Regions from separate parts of the Mus musculus genome. Here region 1 is linked to region 2. Evidence: chromatin contacts called from public Micro-C data. All regions are on one chromosome and are shown on one strand. The core of a region is the stretch at or near the end of the contact, and the rest is flanking DNA. Distances in the headings are between cores, read along the strand shown.

Region 1 (4,201 bases), core at 506-3,005, 520 kb after region 2:
TGGAGGTATCTTTAGCCATCATTCCCACTGCGCCTCACAGTGTGGTGATCCATCACTCGGGCTCCTGTGGACAGCTTCCACAGGCTGGCTTACTCATTTCACCACAGACGTGCATACCAGAGTCCCATGTTTACTCACCTGCTGGGCACTGGTGCATTTGCACCAATATTCTCTAAGAAACAACCACATATTCAGGAGAAACCCCCCCCCCTCTCATCAAAACAAAAAACAAAACAAAACAAAAACAGTAGCAGCAATAACAACAACAAAATAGCCTTAGAAAAACTACATTAAAGAGACTTTTGGCTGGGCATGGTAGCGCATTCCTTTGATCCCAGTACTTGGGAGGCAGAGGCGGGCAGAATTCTGAATTCGAGGCCAGCCTGGTCTACAAAGTGAGTTCCAGGACAGCCAGGGCTATACAGAGAAACCCTGTCTCAAAAAAACGAGAGAGAGAGAGAGAGAGAGAGAGAGAGAGAGAGAGAGAGAGAGAGAGACTTTTGTTTCCTTTTTTCTTTTTCTTTTTTTTTGTGAGATAGGCTCTCATGTACCCTAGGTTGGCTTCAAACTTATGTAGTGGAGAAGGACTTTGAACTTTTGATCCTCCTGCCTCTACCTCCCATGGGCTGGGATTACAGGTGTGCACTATCATGCCTGGTGTATGAAATGCTGGGTATCTAGCACAGAGCTTCAAGCATGTTAGACAAGCCTGCTACCGACTGAGCTCTCTCCCTAACCCTACTTGTGGCTACTCTAAGGCCACTCGGTCCTTCAGTCACTTAAACATCCATGGGACGTTTATTAAGTTGTAGTCCCCGGATATTCCTCTCTCTGGAGGTGCAGAAAGGAATGAGGTCCAGTCCTTTGTAGGAACAACCAGTCACTTTGGAGACAAAGTCTTAGAACTTAACATACAATGTAAAAGAAGGACGTTGGCTGGTAACATCGCCTTAGAAATGCAGCATTTTAGAAACACGTTGTGGAAAGCAGAGGGTTGGTATGAGGTTCTGCAGTGTTTTGCCATCAGAAAGCTCGGCAGCTATCTGTATACATATGTGTCTGCACTTGGGTTCCTGGGAGGACATGGTGTGCAGGCGTATGAGCACAGACGTCGTCTGCAGGTCACTCACATCTGTGCAGGCAGGTGGAGGGCTGAGTGTGCTGTGGATACGGAAGTGCCTGCAGCATCGTAGCCATCCATCTGCAGCTGATTACACAGCCCTCCCAAAGCCGCCTGCGCAGGTTTCTTCCTAATCTCAGCCGGGCTGAATGGTAAGTCCCCAGCAGTAGTAAGAGGTCGTATCTCTCTGTTCCCTATTCCCACTCCAAACTGAAATCTATGCTCTTCAAGACCACCCCCAAGGCAGTTTACTGACCACCCGGAAGCCCCTCGCAGCTTCTTTGATCAGAGCCTTGTACTCTTGCCATTCTCTGCCCAGTTCCTGCCACAGCCCCGACTCCATCCCTTTGCTTTTGTGCCAGTGGGCATGAGGCCTCCAACCTTGGACCTTACCTTTTAGATGCTTTTGGTTCCGTCTGGCTCAGCAGCTTCCAGGGAGCTTCTGGTGGAGATGATGACTGCCTGTCAGAGCAGGGGACAGCTAGACACCCCCTCATCTATTGGCCAGGGAGAGGACGAGTGGTTGGCCAGGGATGCATGTGTCTAATTAGATTCCCCATTCTTTCAAGTGCCCTGCTGTTTCCCTTCCTTTTTCCTCAGGGGTCCCTAATCTCATTTCTTCACTTAATGAACAGGAATTCTTTGTGTGGGGGTGAACACACACACACACACACACACACACACACACACACACTCATGGCCGCTACACCTTCTTCTCTGATCTTTGAGGGTTGGTCAGTTAGATTCCAGAAGACTCATCCAAGCTGAGGTTTCTTGGATGGATGGAGCTTGCTGTCCCTGTCCCCATCCCCATCCCCCACCCCACCCCACCTCCACTCCCTCAGAAATAACGACACTGGACTTCATAGATGGAATCCAAAGAAAAAAAGAGCTTGAACTGGGGCACCCCACTCAGCCCTATCCCTAGAGCACTGTGGTGGTACAGCAGGAGACAGGGAGTCGGGTAAGATGTAAAGACTAACTTCAAGCTCACAAGCAGTGGTCACCAACAACAAGACAGGAAGTTCTCTAACTCCCGTAGGAAGAAAGGACAAGGACAGGAGTGGGACATTGGCTTACAAACACCCAAGACATTGTCATTGTGCATAGCCTCTGGCCTGGAACCTAACACTTCTCTCCCAACTCTGACTTTCCATGGGCCCCATCTTTCTTTGGGATGTGCCTCAGATATCCCCAGAAGAGGGTAGGGGCTGGCGAATGTCATCCGGATTCCGCTGCCCAGGCTCTTCTCAGATGCTCTCCACCCCCTCCTCCTTTCCTCTGGTCACACCCTGAATCCCAGCAGGGAGGCCCTCTGAAGACCACCGATACAGGACGAAACAGAGGGCAAAAGAGAAACGATTGGTCCAAGGTCACCCAGGCCTAGCCGAGCACTACATTTTGAGTGTTAGATTCTGAGTTCACAAGGCTCACCTTCTTACAACTTCATCTCAGGAATCCTGAGAACACAGTGACTCTACCCTCAGAACAGATGGCCTTAGCAGAACCCACCCCCAGCTTGCGATGCCAGGTGAGTGGGCAGACCTAATAGACCCCGAGGACTCCTCAGCTGCTGTGGGAAGGGGATTCCGGCAGCCAGAAGAGGCCGCCTGCCAGAACAAGGCTGTTTTGTCTCGGAGATCCCCCATCTGGGAACTGACAGCTTCAGAAACTCGGCTGGGTGGAAGGAGATAAAAGTCACAAGCCAAGAGGACGCCCTCGAAGCAGATGGCACATTTGGCTGGCCCTACCCCTTCATTCTGTTCTTCCAGAGACCCTCGGGCCCCACAGACAGCCGAGACCGTGGCCCCCTCCCAACTCCACGCAATTTATCCCTACAAGGAATATAGATGAGACTGTTCATTCATTTCCCCCTGCCACCTGCTCTCACACTTCTCCCTGCTCTCGGTGACACACCCCCCTTCACACTCCCGCCGCTCCTCTCCCACCCCACCCCGCCCCAGTCGCGCCATCTCGCCTGAGCGTCCGCCCCCGCAATCCCAGGCTGCGCAGCCAGCCCTGCACAGCGCCTGCGCCTGCTCCCACGCACTCCCCGCCCCCCGCCCCCCCGCCCCCCCAGGCAAACCCTGCGATGCAGGCAGGCTCTCATCCTACACTTTCTCCCAGCTTCTATTCCCGCCTTCACAAGCTTGCGGTCGGTCGTTCCCATGGATTTCGGGGGCATTGGTGGATGGGAACGTGGACCTGTGTGGGAAGCGGCAGGCGGGCGGGCACAGCCCCTGATCCACGAGCCTGCCAAGCGCTGCCCTTTAACAGAGACACGAGGTGTTACTGGTGAGCTAGAGGCAACAGGCCATGTGGACACAGAAGTCTGGCCAGTTGACCCTGCTGCTGCCCTGTTGTGGGCAGTGAGAGAGGAGGGCAGAAAAGTTCAGAGACCCGCCTGCCTTTTGGTATTCGCAGCTGAAAACTGGGAACCCCCATCCACTCCGATGTGGACTCCAGCCTAGCTAGCTACCGATTCGTATCTCCTCTCCTTCCAAGTCATACGCTTTCATTCTTCAGAGCCGGCTCACGCGAGACTTCCCAGGCTGAGTTGCATACAGTTAACATCATTACAACTAAGAGAAAAGAATTCGTGCATACACCCCACCCTCTTATCAAGAAATTAATTCCCCAATGGCATGGGGTATGCATCCTCCAGCTTTGAATTCCTTCCTGGGGCCTGCCTGGCACACACCAGGCAGGTAGGGCTGGCCGAGGGCATCTGTTAGTTTTCATCCTCCACAAGACAGCCTAGGTTAGGCGGGTTGAGAATCCCCCTCGGTAGCCAAATCCCCTCTAAAGAGAGCCCTGGCAACTACTCTTGTCCTTTTGAACTTGTGCGTGGCCTGTAGATCTTTCCAGATGATTTAGTCCTTGGCTGCTTGCCCTGGGCACTTCCTGTGCACCCTGTATTTCTCCAATTAGTTAGAAAAGATGACTCTTCCTGCAGTGCCTTGGTGCTGCGCACTGAGAAACCCTCCACAGTTTGACATTGGTGGTTTCAAAGAACATGGCTGCTTTGATTTCAAGTGGAGCTATTAGATTTCTGGACTGACTTTAGGGATACTTTTTTAT
Region 2 (3,991 bases), core at 641-3,140:
GTCCAGGCCCTGGGGGTCATAGTGCTCCACCAGTGGACGTGCCAGGGGCAAGCCCGCTGCCCGAGGGAACAGGATATCTGAGCTCACCTGTGCCTGGCCAGCCTGCGGGCTGAGAGGCAGAGAAAATTCGCAATTACAGATGTACCCATGTGCCCTCCCAGCCCTTCCAGCCCTCCCTGCAGGCTGGGTAACCGGCATACTCTGGCCCTTGCGTGTGCTTCCTGATGGCCAAATTCACTGCCAGCTATAGCTCGAAAGCTCAGAGTCGAGGGTATGTTGGACGGTGGCACGTGAATATTATTTTGTTTTAGTGTCATTGACCACAGAACTCTACCCTAGTGCCTGTCATGGTCAAATAAGGGGCCTTCCTACGGGATGAATACCTGTGGTGTTCTCAATTTGCCCTGCGTTTGTCAGGCTGCAGGTGCCCCAGTTTAGGTCTTATACCCAACTCCCAGTCACCAGTCTCGCACACAGTCATTATCCATCAGGGGTCACACACAGGCAGATGGCACACAACTCTGCTCCCAGATCCTTGCTGGCTGCTCTGCCTGCCTCACACAAAGACCAGACACACACACAACCCCAGTCTCTCACAGCAGCCACAAGCCGCCTCTGGCCACCAGGGAGGGCCTGCTCACGGGATGGTGTAGCTTTGGCGAGCACCCTGGCGCCGTGTCCTCATCAAGGCCTTGTACTCGCCCACTCGCAGCCGCCGGCCCTCCACGACACAGGTACGCTTAGGCCTTGGCTTGTACTTATAGTCAGGGTATTTCTCCAGGTGCTGCCGGCTCAGACGGGCCTGCTCCTCGTAGTACGGCTGTTTCTCCTGGTTGGTCATGGACTTCCAGCGAGAACCTGATCCAATACCAGGCAAAAACTAAGGGCCAGACTCTCGTGGTACCCCACCAGGTTCCAAGCCCTAGCTAGAAGTCCTGATTGGACCCTGGTCTTCAATTGGGATCAAAAATGATAAGGCATAAGCACTCATCAAGGGCCTGGCCAAGTGTGGATGCTCCCTGGATGCTGGGCCAGGAAGAGATGAGGCTGGCAATGACGGGGAGTCTGTACCATTCTCATGTCAAACAACTCGGCACCCCTGAGAGGTCTCCGCCCCAAAGGCATTCACGAAAGAGCAGCCACTCCAAGCCATCAAGTATCCGATGTGAATCTGGGGTGTAGCTCAGTGGTAGAGCATGGGCCAGGGTAGACATGGGAAAGCCGAAAACAACCCTGGTGTTCCAGACAAGAAACCCGCGCAGTTACTGGAGGGGACTCAGCCATGAAAACACCACCCTTATTCAGACTTGTCGGCCCTGCCCGCTCCTCAGCCTCTGACACAAAGTCTCTATACCAATGGTCCACAATGCTAGTCTCTATTTTCTGCCAAAGCACAGGCCATAAGAGGCACCGGGTGTTTGGAGGTGGTAAAGAATACACAAAATCCCAAGGGGAGGGACAACCAAAAGAGCCCTGCGCTGGTACAAGGTCCTAGGATCCAGCTGCCAAGAACATCTCAACTGCTACACCTGGTAAGATTCTACCAGGATTCAATAAGGCATGAAAACTCCAAACAGACCCAGTCCTACTGAGCTATGTCCCCTGGGCTCAACACCCTGAGCTGCAGAGGACCCACGCCCTGGCCCTTACCAAGGATCTTGCTGATGCTGGAGTTATGCATGTCTGGGAAGGCCTGGAGAATTTTCCTCCGTTCATCCTTGGCCCACACCATGAAGGCATTCATGGGTCTCTTGATGTGGCTGCTGTTCCGAGACTCGGAAAAATGACGGGAGCCTGGAGGATGGGTAGGTAAGAGTCAGGCAGGCAACAGCTTTGGGGCTGGCAGAGATATCCCTTGCATGGCCACCAGGAGGCACTGATGAGGCTCATAGAGAAGTCAGCTCAGGCCTAGCAAGGCAGGAAGTAGAGGATGAGGAGGGAAGCGAAGGCCAGCGGTAAGCAGAGGCCCACCACGGCCAGAGAACAGGCACAGCAAAGATCCAGAGAAGCAGGGCTCCACAGAGTTGTTACAAGATACCAGAAGACGACCCACGGATAGAGACACCAGGGAACAATGGAGACACATGCCAGGAAGGACCCAAGAAAGGAGGGAGGAAGGAATCAGGGACGGACACAGCCCTAGTGGAGTTAAGTGGCGCCCAGCGCCAGAGCTCTCACCATCCATGTCACAGCTCAGCATGGCTTCCTCCAGGGGATGCACACAGCTCTCCTCCAGCCGCTCCTTGGCCGGGGAGGAGTCCAGGCTGATGAGGTCCTGCAGGTGACAGAGACAATGTGGGCATGAGTACTTCCTCTGTCATCCTGTCTTCATCTTCCTGTCCTCTGGGCAGAGGAAGATTGGCCCATACCTTCCGGAATGGGGTATTGGGGGAGTTTTCCAAAGCCCCACTGTGGCTGTGCAGCAGCTGCCGGGCATCCTGGATGGCTTTGGTGACGGCGTCCCCTTCACCGAGGAAGCCTGTTTGGAGAGGGAACAAAGTGAAGGGCAGGGACCCGAGGGCTTTGTCCCAGGAGCAGCCCACATATTTATGCTTCCTGCCACGTCACACCTAAGGGTCTCCTTGTGGCAGTACACTCCCTGCCCATCCCCACACCTCCCTGAGGACTGCCTGCTGCAGGGTGCCAAGGGTCGGGAATGAGGCAACTCTCTCAGATGCGCAGCTCAGTGGCCTGACCCCATGCTGTCTAATCTGATCCTGGAGAACAAAGGCGCCATGGAAGGAGGCGTCCTCAGAGCAAGCCTCATCCCCGGCTTTAAGAAAGCAGAGGCTGGGGTGGAGCTCGGTGATGGGAGTACCTTAGAACTGTTTAAAAACCCCAAACTAGAACGGAGAAAGGGAAGGACCGTGCCCAAGGTGGCGTCTGGCTCAACTGTCTAAGGTGAGACGACTCACTGTCGTCTAAGGTGAGAGCAGATGAAAAGGCTTACCCAGAGGCAGGCTGGGGGGGCTGGATTGCAGGTCCCTTGTGGGAGCCCCATGGCTGGCGGGGCGAGGCCCACAACTGTTCATCTTCAGGCTGGGAGAGCTGGAGGTGTTGGGCAGCTCAGGTACCTTGGGCTTGGCTGTGAGGTTCAGTGGTTGTGGGGGCTCCTGCCGACCCAAAAAGACAGAGAATGAGAAACACCCAAGGAGGACCACCCCATCACAGGACAGACAGGACTCAAGGCGAGTGAGCCAAGAGCAAAGAGGGACATTGGCTCCGCAAGGGAGGGGCTCCCAGGCAGCAAAGGTAGGCAAAGGAGTACCTGCAGGGGGTGGTGGGCGGCCACCCCCGACCTCTTCACCACAGGGGCAGGCGGGCTGTGCAGCAGCTGCAGTGGGTATTCCACTGGGGAAAGAAAAGCGGCAAGGGACAAAGTCCCAGGTGAGCCCAGAATAGCAGGCACCAAGTGACAGGCCCCAGGACCACAGGGCAGAGTGTAGAGCTGGTCCAACCTTTCCTGTTGTTGTCAGGCTAAGGTAGTGCAGGGAACCATCTATCCCTCTTCCCATATGGCCCCTGCAGGCTGATGGCCTTGCCTGCCCTTTCCAACCCACTCTAAAGAGCTCCCCATGCACACACAAGGGACGGCACCCTCGGGTCTTGTCCCTGCTGTGTGTAGGGGGCAAAGCTACTGCGTGTGCTTCCCCTCTAAGATAAAATGTATGGTACGTAAGGGTTACTCAAAGCAACAGCCTCATCTTACAGGTGTATTAGTCAGGGCTCTCTATACAACCTAACAGGTAAGGAAACAGACCTTGTAAATTCAGCGGGCTGTCCACAAACAAATTAAATGGCGGCGGCGGCAGGATTTGAACCCAGGTCTAGACTCCATAACCCATCCCTTGGCCTAGACAGTTCTCTCCCTCCTATCTACTTTACCTCACTGGGCTTAGAATCAAGAAGGAAAGCAGCAGAGATAAGACTGTGTATCAATCACTAGCAGCACAGCAGGTAGTGATAAGGGCTCAGAGGAGGACACTCAGTT

Evidence for each region. Hi-C and Micro-C count contacts between places; a contact is called where the count stands out from the background.
Region 1: a contact with region 2 is called in a Micro-C map of the G1E-ER4 cell line, with 5 times the contacts expected there. The contact joins the promoter of Optc here to the enhancer-like site in region 2. A contact is called at or near these places in 3 of 39 promoter capture datasets (embryonic stem cells, hippocampal neurons and pre-B cells), 3 of 15 datasets of contacts at CTCF or cohesin (embryonic stem cells, large pre-B cells and pro-B cells), 23 of 484 Hi-C or Micro-C datasets (the 63-12 cell line, the AML12 cell line, B cells and 13 more) and 3 of 9 other capture datasets (adipose tissue, embryonic stem cells and liver).

The regions. Positions count from the first base shown.
Region 1 is chr1:133,905,418-133,909,618 of GRCm38.p6, forward strand. It overlaps Optc (opticin), which reads right to left and starts at 1,756. Exons shown (of 7, transcript NM_054076.3): 1 at 1,514-1,756. The coding sequence starts at 1,617.
Region 2 is chr1:133,383,816-133,387,806 of GRCm38.p6, forward strand. It overlaps Sox13 (SRY (sex determining region Y)-box 13), which reads right to left. Exons shown (of 14, transcript NM_011439.2): 8 at 3,269-3,351; 9 at 2,951-3,113; 10 at 2,370-2,479; 11 at 2,179-2,275; 12 at 1,651-1,794; 13 at 642-858; 14 at 1-109. Among named protein-coding and RNA genes, the nearest start is that of Etnk2, 22 kb to the left of the region's middle. Within about 2 kb of position 1,891, at least 63 of the 459 cell types and tissues checked have an H3K27ac peak or open chromatin away from gene starts, as enhancers often do. A contact at or near this core is called in the Ba/F3 cell line, the G1E-ER4 cell line, the N1E-115 cell line and 3 more, where this site is marked.